Regions from separate parts of the Macaca mulatta genome. Here region 1 is linked to region 2. Evidence: chromatin contacts called from public Hi-C data. All regions are on one chromosome and are shown on one strand. The core of a region is the stretch at or near the end of the contact, and the rest is flanking DNA. Distances in the headings are between cores, read along the strand shown.

The links. Hi-C and Micro-C count contacts between places; a contact is called where the count stands out from the background.
Region 1: a contact with region 2 is called in a Hi-C map of fetal cortex germinal zone, with 5 times the contacts expected there. The contact joins the promoter of SH2D6 here to the promoter of C13H2orf68 in region 2. A contact is called at or near these places in 4 of 14 Hi-C or Micro-C datasets (blood, fetal cortex germinal zone, fetal cortical plate and 1 more).

Annotation. Positions count from the first base shown.
Region 1 is chr13:38,976,080-38,980,362 of T2T-MMU8v2.0, forward strand. SH2D6 (SH2 domain containing 6) reads right to left here and starts at 2,780. Exons shown (of 18, transcript XM_077959143.1): 1 at 2,604-2,780; 2 at 1,791-1,893. It also overlaps a transcript of CAPG not described here.
Region 2 is chr13:38,780,580-38,784,918 of T2T-MMU8v2.0, forward strand. It overlaps C13H2orf68 (chromosome 13 C2orf68 homolog), which reads left to right and starts at 2,516. Exons shown (of 4, transcript NM_001193859.3): 1 at 2,516-2,702; 2 at 2,791-2,909. The coding sequence starts at 2,596. It also overlaps a transcript of USP39 not described here.

The sequences.
Region 1 (4,283 bases), core at 1,530-4,029, 200 kb after region 2:
AATTCCAAGTGCCGGGCCCACAGCCTGGCACACAGCAGGCTCTCAATCAATATTTGTTGTAGCTGCTATTCAAATCTTACTCATTCTTTACAGGTTGCGCAAAGCCTGCCTCTCTGCAAACATCTTTGGTCTCTCCTCTCTGAAAGGCCTGTGTCTTGCCCATTTCCTGTCCATATGTCATCGACTACCAGGCCTAGGCTAAGGCCCAATCCCCCGAGGTCCCGGCTGTGTTTATCTCCTGAAAACCCTTTTCCCCAGTGCAGACGGATCACCAAGGACTCCCTCACACTCACCTTCTCTGGTTCTCTGGATACCTCTGGCCGACCTTCCCCACCCCACTGGGTCCTTTCCTCTATTTGCCTTCCTTAGCGGGAGCAGCCATCGTCTGTTCCTCCCCTACCCTCTCCCTCCTCCACCAAATGTAACATGGCCCTGCTTAGGCTTCCTTCTTCAGCACAGAGCCCGGGAGCCAAGCTTCTCCTGTTCCCAGCCACTCTTCTACCCTCCCCTTTAGGAGAGACTGGACATGGTGTCTCCCCGACATCTCCAACCCCACCTCCTTCCTTGATGGTCCTGGAGGGTCCTGAGATCACCCCCCCTCCCTTTTACCAACAGAAAAGCCGAGGCCAAAGAAGAATGGATGTTGGCCAAGGCCATACGATGTACACAGAGCCAAAGCCACAGTCCCCTCACCCCCTCCCGGGCCACTGTGGGGACCTGAGCAGTCATGCCATGGGAGAGGGCGACCCCTGGTGGCGAGGAGGGGCATGGCAGCCTGGCGCTCATTTCCTGGGCCCAGAGGCTGACGGTGGAAGAGGCAAGGCCTGGAGGACCAGGCTTTAGTCATCAGGAAGGTAAATAAAGGCAAGGCCCGTGGAGTGAAAGAACCCAACTTTTGCTGGGCTTTGCCCTTCCTTAGCCACATTCCCTGTAATGACCTAACAATACTGCTCTGTGACTTTAACTGTACCCTGCTGATTTGCTGATTGGATCTTTAGGGGGCAGGAATGGGCATTAAACGGCTTTTGGCACACTGCGTGTCCCAAGGGTCATTACTGACTTGGGGGTCTGGTGCTAAGCCTTGGAATGCAGAAGCTCACATTCTGATAATAAGATTTCTAATAATAAGAGAATGGGCTCAGGCCAGGTGCAGTGGCTCATGCCTGTAATCCCAGCACTTTGGGAGGCTGAAGTGGGCTGGTCACCTAAGGTCAGGAGTTCGAGACCAGCCTGGCCAACATGGTGAAACCCCATCTCTACTAAAAATACAAAATTTAGCCAGGCATGGTGGTGTGCATCTGTAATTCCATAATCTCAGCTATTTGGGAGGCTGAGGCAGGAAAACCACTTAAGCTAGGCAGCAGAGGTTGCAGTGGACCGAGATTGCACCACTGCACTTCAGCCTGGGCAACAGAGCGAGACTCCGTCTCAAAAAAAAAGAGAGAATGCACTCTTATTAAAGAGTCCAGGGGCTTAGTCAATAGCTGTCTCCAAGTTTCTATGGTACCTATCTCTCGTCTCTAGGGGCAGAAGAGCTACTCAACAAAAGGCTGATTGTTGTAACAGAAACACTCAGAAAACCGAACCTTTGAGAACTTCCCAAGCAGAAATGGGCATGCTTAGAGACCACTCGACCAGTTAATATGAACCCCACATCTGCTATCAAGAGAGTCTGGGCAATCTACTTTGAATATCCCTTCTGGAGCTGTTTCTAGGTTGTTTAGAGATTAAATGAAGTATTTCTAGGAAGTAGGTCGCCTAGACCTAATCACACAAGAATGACATCTCACCGACACACAAGGTCATGGCTAAACCTTCATTGACTAAGTATTTTCCTCCTTCCTTGATGATCCAGGATGTAGCAGTATATGCCGAGATCAGGAAGTGTAAAAGCTGAAAATGGAGTTGGAGACAGAAAGTCCAATGAGTTGCTGGCCACTGTGGTGTCACTGCTCCCGATACAGGTGTAACCTGAGTCTCCCACTTGGGAGCCAGAAATCAGCTGAGAAGAGGCCTCTGGAAAGAGGCCGCCCTGGCCCAGGAGGGTGGATGAAGTAGGGCCTCAGCACAGCTCATCCCACCGAGCAGGCCGGACCCTGAGTTCCTGGCTTGCACTGAAGGGTCTGGGTAAGTCCCTTCTGTAGCGCCTCAGAAGCTCCTTGGGCAACCTGGGAAGTTAGGACAAGAGTTCTGACTTTTGACCCTGAGGTGTGAGGAGAGTGCTTTGAGAGAGAGCATGGTGAATGCGAGTGACCTGGTTATTACCTCCGGGCAGCCTCCTAACCTCACCTTGACTCTGCCATGCAAAATTGATGCCTGGGCGCAGGGCGCCGACGATGGTCAGATACCGCGGCCTGAACACCCTGGAACCTACATCCCTGACTTGGAGGACCCAGGCCTTCCGGGGGCTTCTCCATGAGTCCTGCAGGCCACACAGGGACCCTAACGGACCTAGTTCAGTCTCAGGGTCTGGGCTGCTCCTACCTCCAGGAATGGGAGTTTGCTCTAGGCGATGGAGGAAGGGTTCAGGAGGCCACTCTGCGTCCCTACTAGCTTGTGGGCCCAACCCCCTACCCACCATCTTCTTCTCCCACGGCCCCAACCTCGTAGGGAGGACATGGCGGGGCTCAGGTTCGCAGAGAAGGAGGGCTCGGACCAGCGACTCCAGAGCAGAGCGGCGCGTGCAGGGGTGGGGAGCTGGGTTTGTGAGAAGAGAAGGCCATCTCCTCCCCAGCAGGAGAGCCTCCACCCAGCCACCGGAACCCCACCCTGCCTGGTACAATCTTTGCGTCCGGATCAGCACCCAAGGCCCCGCCCCACGTCCCGCTGCCTGCCGGGATTTGTAGTTTGTAGGGGTACGGCCAGAACGCGCGGGCGCGCGCGCGTGTGTGTGTGTGTGTGTGTGTGTGTGTGTGTGTATGTGCGCGCGTACGTGTGTGTGTGTCTGTGTGTGTGTGTGTGTGTGTGCGCGCGTACGTGTGTGTGTGTCTGTGTGTGTGTGTGTGTGTGTGTGTGTCTGTGTGTGTCCGGGTGGGGGGGGGTCTGTTGTGTTCCCGTCGCGCGCGAGCGTGTGTGTGTGTGACTGTGTGTGTCCGGGGGGGGTTTGTTGTGCTCCCCGTCGCGCGCGAGCGTGTGTGTGTGACCGTGTGTGTGAGAGACTGTGTGTGTGTGTGTGTCCGGTCTGTTGTGGTTCTCCAGTCCCCGAAGGCCTTCCGGGGACTCAGCAAAGGCACCGCAGGCCGCAACTTCCGAGACCCCGCCCCGCGGCCCACTGTCTGCTGGGATTTTGTAGTTCGTAGGGTTCTAGGGCCCTGGCCGGGCGTGCCCCTCTCCTGAGTCCTCGTTTTTCTCGTGAGCCCTGGATCTGGACAGTGGGCCCGGCGCAAGGCCCGCGACTCCGGCTGGGCTCCCAGTGGCACTTTCTGCCGATCCTGAGATGTACCCGCCACGCCTGCGGGACTAACCTCTAGGTGGGCAAACTGAGGCACAAAGAGGGGCGCGCTCTGGCCTGAGTCGGCCCTCTTGTGAGAATTTGGACTGAGAGACCCAGCCCAGGCCTGGCAGGCAAGGCTGGGCCAGGCGAGGTCCTGGGCCCTTTCGATGTAAGAGTGTGCAATCAGTAGTGTTTCACAATAATGAACAGGCTTGCCCAGGACTGGCTGTGCATATTAGCACTGGTTACCACAGGCTTGACGGATCAAATTTTTATTTGGCACCGCTACAGAGGGGAGCCCAGGGAGGGAGGAAGTCTCTTGTGACCAGGAAAACCTATGGTCTACCCTGGCCTTCAACTCTCCTTTAATGATAAAAATAAACCGAGTTTGGGAGGGGGTGAGGAGGGTGTTTTGTGAACTGTAAAGTCCATAGTATGAGTGAGGTGTTACTATCATCAGGATCAGACCTCAAAGCACTGGAGAAAAGGTCTGGGCCTTCAAGAGCCTCGCCTTAAAAGGGAGGGTATGGCCGGGCGCAGTAGCATTTTGGGAGGCCGAGACGGGCAGACCACCTGACATCAGGGGTTCAAGACCAGCCATGTCGAAACCCCATCTCTACTAAAAATACAAAAACTATCCGGGAGTGGTGGCACATGCCTATAATCCCAGCTACTTGGGAGGCTGAGGCAGGAGAATCGCTTGAACCCAGGAGGCAGAGGTTGCAGTGAGCTGAGATTGTGTGATTTTGTCACTACCCTCCAGCCTGGGTTACACAGTGAGACTCTGTCTCAAAAAAAAAAAAAAAAAAAAAGGAAAAGGGAAGGTACACTTACTATAGTTATGTAAGAA
Region 2 (4,339 bases), core at 1,266-3,765:
GTAGCTGTACTTTCATTACTTTATTTTGTGTGTGTGGTTTTTTTTTTTTTTTTTTTTTTTTTTTTGAGACGGAGTCTCGCTCTGTCGCCCAGGCTGGAGTGCAGTGGCGGGATCTCAGCTCACTGCAAGCTCCGCCTCCCGGATTTACGCCATTCTCCTGCCTCAGCCTCCCGAGTAGCTGGGACTACAGGCGCCCACCACCTCGCCCGGCTAGTTTTTTTTTTGTATTTTTTAGTAGAGATGGGGTTTCACCGTATTAGCCAGGATGGTCTCGATCTCCTGACCTCGTGATCCGCCCGTCTCGGCCTCCCAAAGTGCTGGGATTACAGGCTTGAGCCACCGCGCCCGGCCTTGGCTACTTTACTTTCTTAATAAACTTGCTTTTACTTTGCACTGCGGATTCACCCTGAATTCTTTCTTGCACGAGATCCAAGAACCCTCCGTTAGGGTCTGAATCCGGATCCTTTCCTGTAATATATACACCCATGAAGCCATCACCACAATCAAGAGAAGAGATCTGGGCCCAGCATGGTGGCTCACACCTATAATCCCAGCACTTTGGGAGGCCTGAGGCAGGAGGATCACTTGAGGTCAGGAGTTCAAGACTAGCCTTGGCAACATAGAGAGACCACATCTCCACAAAAAAAATTTAAAAATTAGCTGGGCATGGTGGTGTGCTATTCAGGAGGCTGAGGCAGGAGGATTATTTGGGCTTGAGAGGAGTAGTGATTGCGCACTACAATCCAACCTATGCGACAGAGATCCTGCCTCAAAAAAAAAAATTTTTTTTAAAGAATCTACCCAGCCCCAAAGATAACCTCTTCCTCCCAGAGAACCCCCACAAAAATCAACTGATCTCTCAGTCACTATAGATTAGTTTGCACTTCTTATATAAATGGAATCATACAGAGTCCCTGGCCTCTTTCACTGGGCATATTTACTTTATGATCCATCTATGTTGGTGAGCTACAGAGCTTCCCTTGGATTGCTCAGTAACACTCCATCATGTGGCTGGACCACCATTGGTCCCTGTTTTTTGGTGTGTGTGTGTGTGTGTGTGTGTCTGTGTGTGTGTCTGTGTGTCTGTGTGTTTGAGATGGAGGTTGGACTGCAGTGGCTCGATCTCAGCTCACTGCAACCTCCGCCTCCCAGGTTTAAGCGATTCTCCTGCCTCAGCCTCCCAAGTAGTTGGGATTACAGGCGCTGGCCATCAAGCCCAGCGAATTTTTTGTATTTTTAGTAGAGACGGGGTTTCGTCATGTTGGCCAGGCTAGTCTCAAACTCCTGACCTCGTGATCCGACCGCCTGGGCCTCTGAAAGTGCTGGGATTACAGGTGTGAGCCACCGCACCCGGCTCTTTCTTTCTTTCTTTTTAAATGTATTTTTTTTCTCGTAGAGAGGATGTCTCACTGTATTGCCCAGGCTGGTCTCAAATTTCTGGCTCCAGCGATACTCCCACTTTGGCATCCCAAAGTTTTGGAATTACAGGCATGAGCCACCACACCCAGCCGTTTGTCCCTGTCCTAATCATGAATTCCTGATTTTGACTTTTGTAAAAGGACTTGAGAATTTTACACGCTGTGACATGAACCCAGTGGTCAGAAAAAAATAGAAAAAAAAAAAAAAGGGCTGGGCGCAGTGGCTCATGCCTGCAATTCCAACACTTTGGGAGGCCGAGGCAGGCGGATCACCTGAGGTCCGGAGTTCGAGACCAGCCTGGCCAACATGGTGAAACCTCATCTCTACTAAAAATACAAAAATTAGCCGGGCCTGGAGGCACGTGCTACTCCGGAGGCTGAGGCAGGAGAATCGCTTGAATCCGGGAGGCGGAGGTTGCAGTGGGCTGAGATCGCGCCAATGCACTCCAGCCTGAGCAACAGAGTGAAGACTCCTTCTCAAAAAAAAAAAGAAAAAGAAAAAGAAGTAAACAAGAAAATAATACACCCGTAGGTCCCTCAAAAACCCTGGGTCATCCCGCGGGGACAGTTAAGCCGTTGGCGCCGAGGGTACGAGGCAAGCCAGGCCAGGAGAGCCTTCGCGGAGCCTGCGGCCTGGGCGCCGCTGTGTGCCCTGCCTGAGCATTTCAAGGCCTCACAATCTATTTGCGGTAGGTGCTCTAGGTGTTCCCATTTACTAATGAGGAAACTGAGGCGTAGTAGGGTTACATGGTAAGCCAAAGTCACGCAGATGGTGATGGATTGCACAGTATCCTATTACCAGAAAGAAAGACGGGAAAGCACCGCCGTAAGCATCGAGTTGTGTTAATAGATGATTTGCATTTTGCTGAATGTTCTGCTATCAGCTGTAAGCTGAAGTCCTTGCTTCCTATTGATGTGTTACGAAAAAACAAAAACGAAGCAAAACCAAAAGCCCTCTAGAAGTTCGGGCGGTGGAAGTCAAGCATACTCTACTCCACTCGACCCGACTAGACCCGAAAACTCCGCGCGCCGCATCGCTTGGCCAGGCAGGGCCTCCCAGACCGGAAGTCAGGATGCGGGGCCGGAAGCTGAGCGAGGGGCGGCGCGGGCCTGTGTGGGCGGGTGGCTGTAGTTGGGGCGGTCGAGGCGGCGGCGACTCTGCGCCCCCCGGCTCCGGATGGAGGCGGGGCCGCATCCCCGGCCGGGGCACTGCTGCAAGCCTGGCGGGCGGCTGGACATGAACCACGGCTTCGTGCACCATATCCGACGGAACCAGATCGCTCGGTACCGCCCCGCCCTGCGCTGTCGCCGCCACTCCTGGCCTGGCCTGGCCTGGCCCGACAGTCCCTGACTCCCGCTCGGCTCCCCGCAGGGACGACTATGACAAGAAGGTGAAGCAGGCGGCCAAGGAGAAGGTGAGGAGGCGGCACACGCCCGCGCCGACGCGGCCCCGCAAGCCAGACCTGCAGGTGTACCTGCCGCGACACCGAGGTGAGGCCGCCCGCCCCGCCTGTCTCCAGCCCGCGCGCTCTTCCTGCAACGCACTCCCCTTCTCTGTAGGGAAAAACCACTTCTTACTCCTAAGGTTCAGTTCACCTCGTCTCTTCCCGGAACCTCCACCTCAACGCTCCCAAATCTCTGCTGAATGTTTCTCCCCAAAAACTGGGAAGACTCACAAGACCCCAGTTAAGCATCGCTGTCACAGAGTATCCGGGAGCCAGCAAGACGTTTATCTGCCGGTTTGCCCCTTCGTGCTGTATTTTAGTAAGGTGCTCCGCTACCTAGCAAAGAGAAAGTCTGGCACAGCGATGAGCGACCAGCACGTAATTGTGGAATGAACCCAGTAAATGGCCTTTCCCCAGCTTCCCTGCTACCTAGAGATCACACTGGTTAACATATGACACTCAATTTTTACTAAGCATTATTACTTCTTTTTTTAAGTTTTTATTTTATTTTTGAGACTAGGTCTCTGTCGCCCAGGCTGGAGTGCAATGGTGCGATCTCGGCTCACTGCAGCCTTAGCCTCCCGAGTACCTGGGACCCCAGGCCTGTGCCACCACACCCAGTTAATTTTGGTATTTTTTGTAGAGAAGGGGTTTCCCTCACGTTGCCCAGGCTGATCTCGAACTCCTGAGCTCAGATGACCTGCCTGCATCGGCCTCCCAAAGTGGTGGGATTACAGGTGTGTGCCACCACACCCTACCTTTGTTAGGCATTATTTAAAGTGCTTTCAGATCTTACGTATATTAATTCATTGAGTCTGTTGTTTTTTTTTTTTCTTTGAGACAGAGTCTCACTCTGTCGCCCAGGCTGGAGTGCGGTGGTGCGATCTCCACTCACTGCAAGCTCTGCTTCCCGGGTTCACGCCATTCTCCTGCCTCAGCCTCCCGTGTAGCTGGGACTACAGGCGCCCACCACTGCGCCCGGCTAATTTTTGTATTTTTAGTAGAGACAGGGTTTCACCATGTTAGTCAGGATGGTCTCGATCTCCTGACCTCGTGATCTGCCAGTCTCGGCCTCCCAAAGTGCTGGGATTACACATGAGCCACCGCGCCCGGCCAATTCATTGAGTCTTTATACAACCTCATAAAAACACTTATATCTGTTTCACAGTCAGGAAATAGGCACAGAGAGGTTAAACAACTTGCCCAAGATCTCAGCTAGTAAATGGCAAAGCCTAGATTTGAACCCAGGCAGAGCTCTATCCACCCTTCTGTTTTCCAGTACTTTTTGCTAGACAAATGTGCATTGTGTACCTACTGTGTGACAGGACTGTGCTGGCCTCAGGGCAGGGATGCAAAGGTAAATAAGTTCTTGACTGGCAGCACACCAAACACTTACATTGGGCCGGGCACGGTGGTTCATGCCTGTAATCCTAGCAGTTTGGGATGCCGAGGTGGGCGGATCCCTTGAGGCCAGGA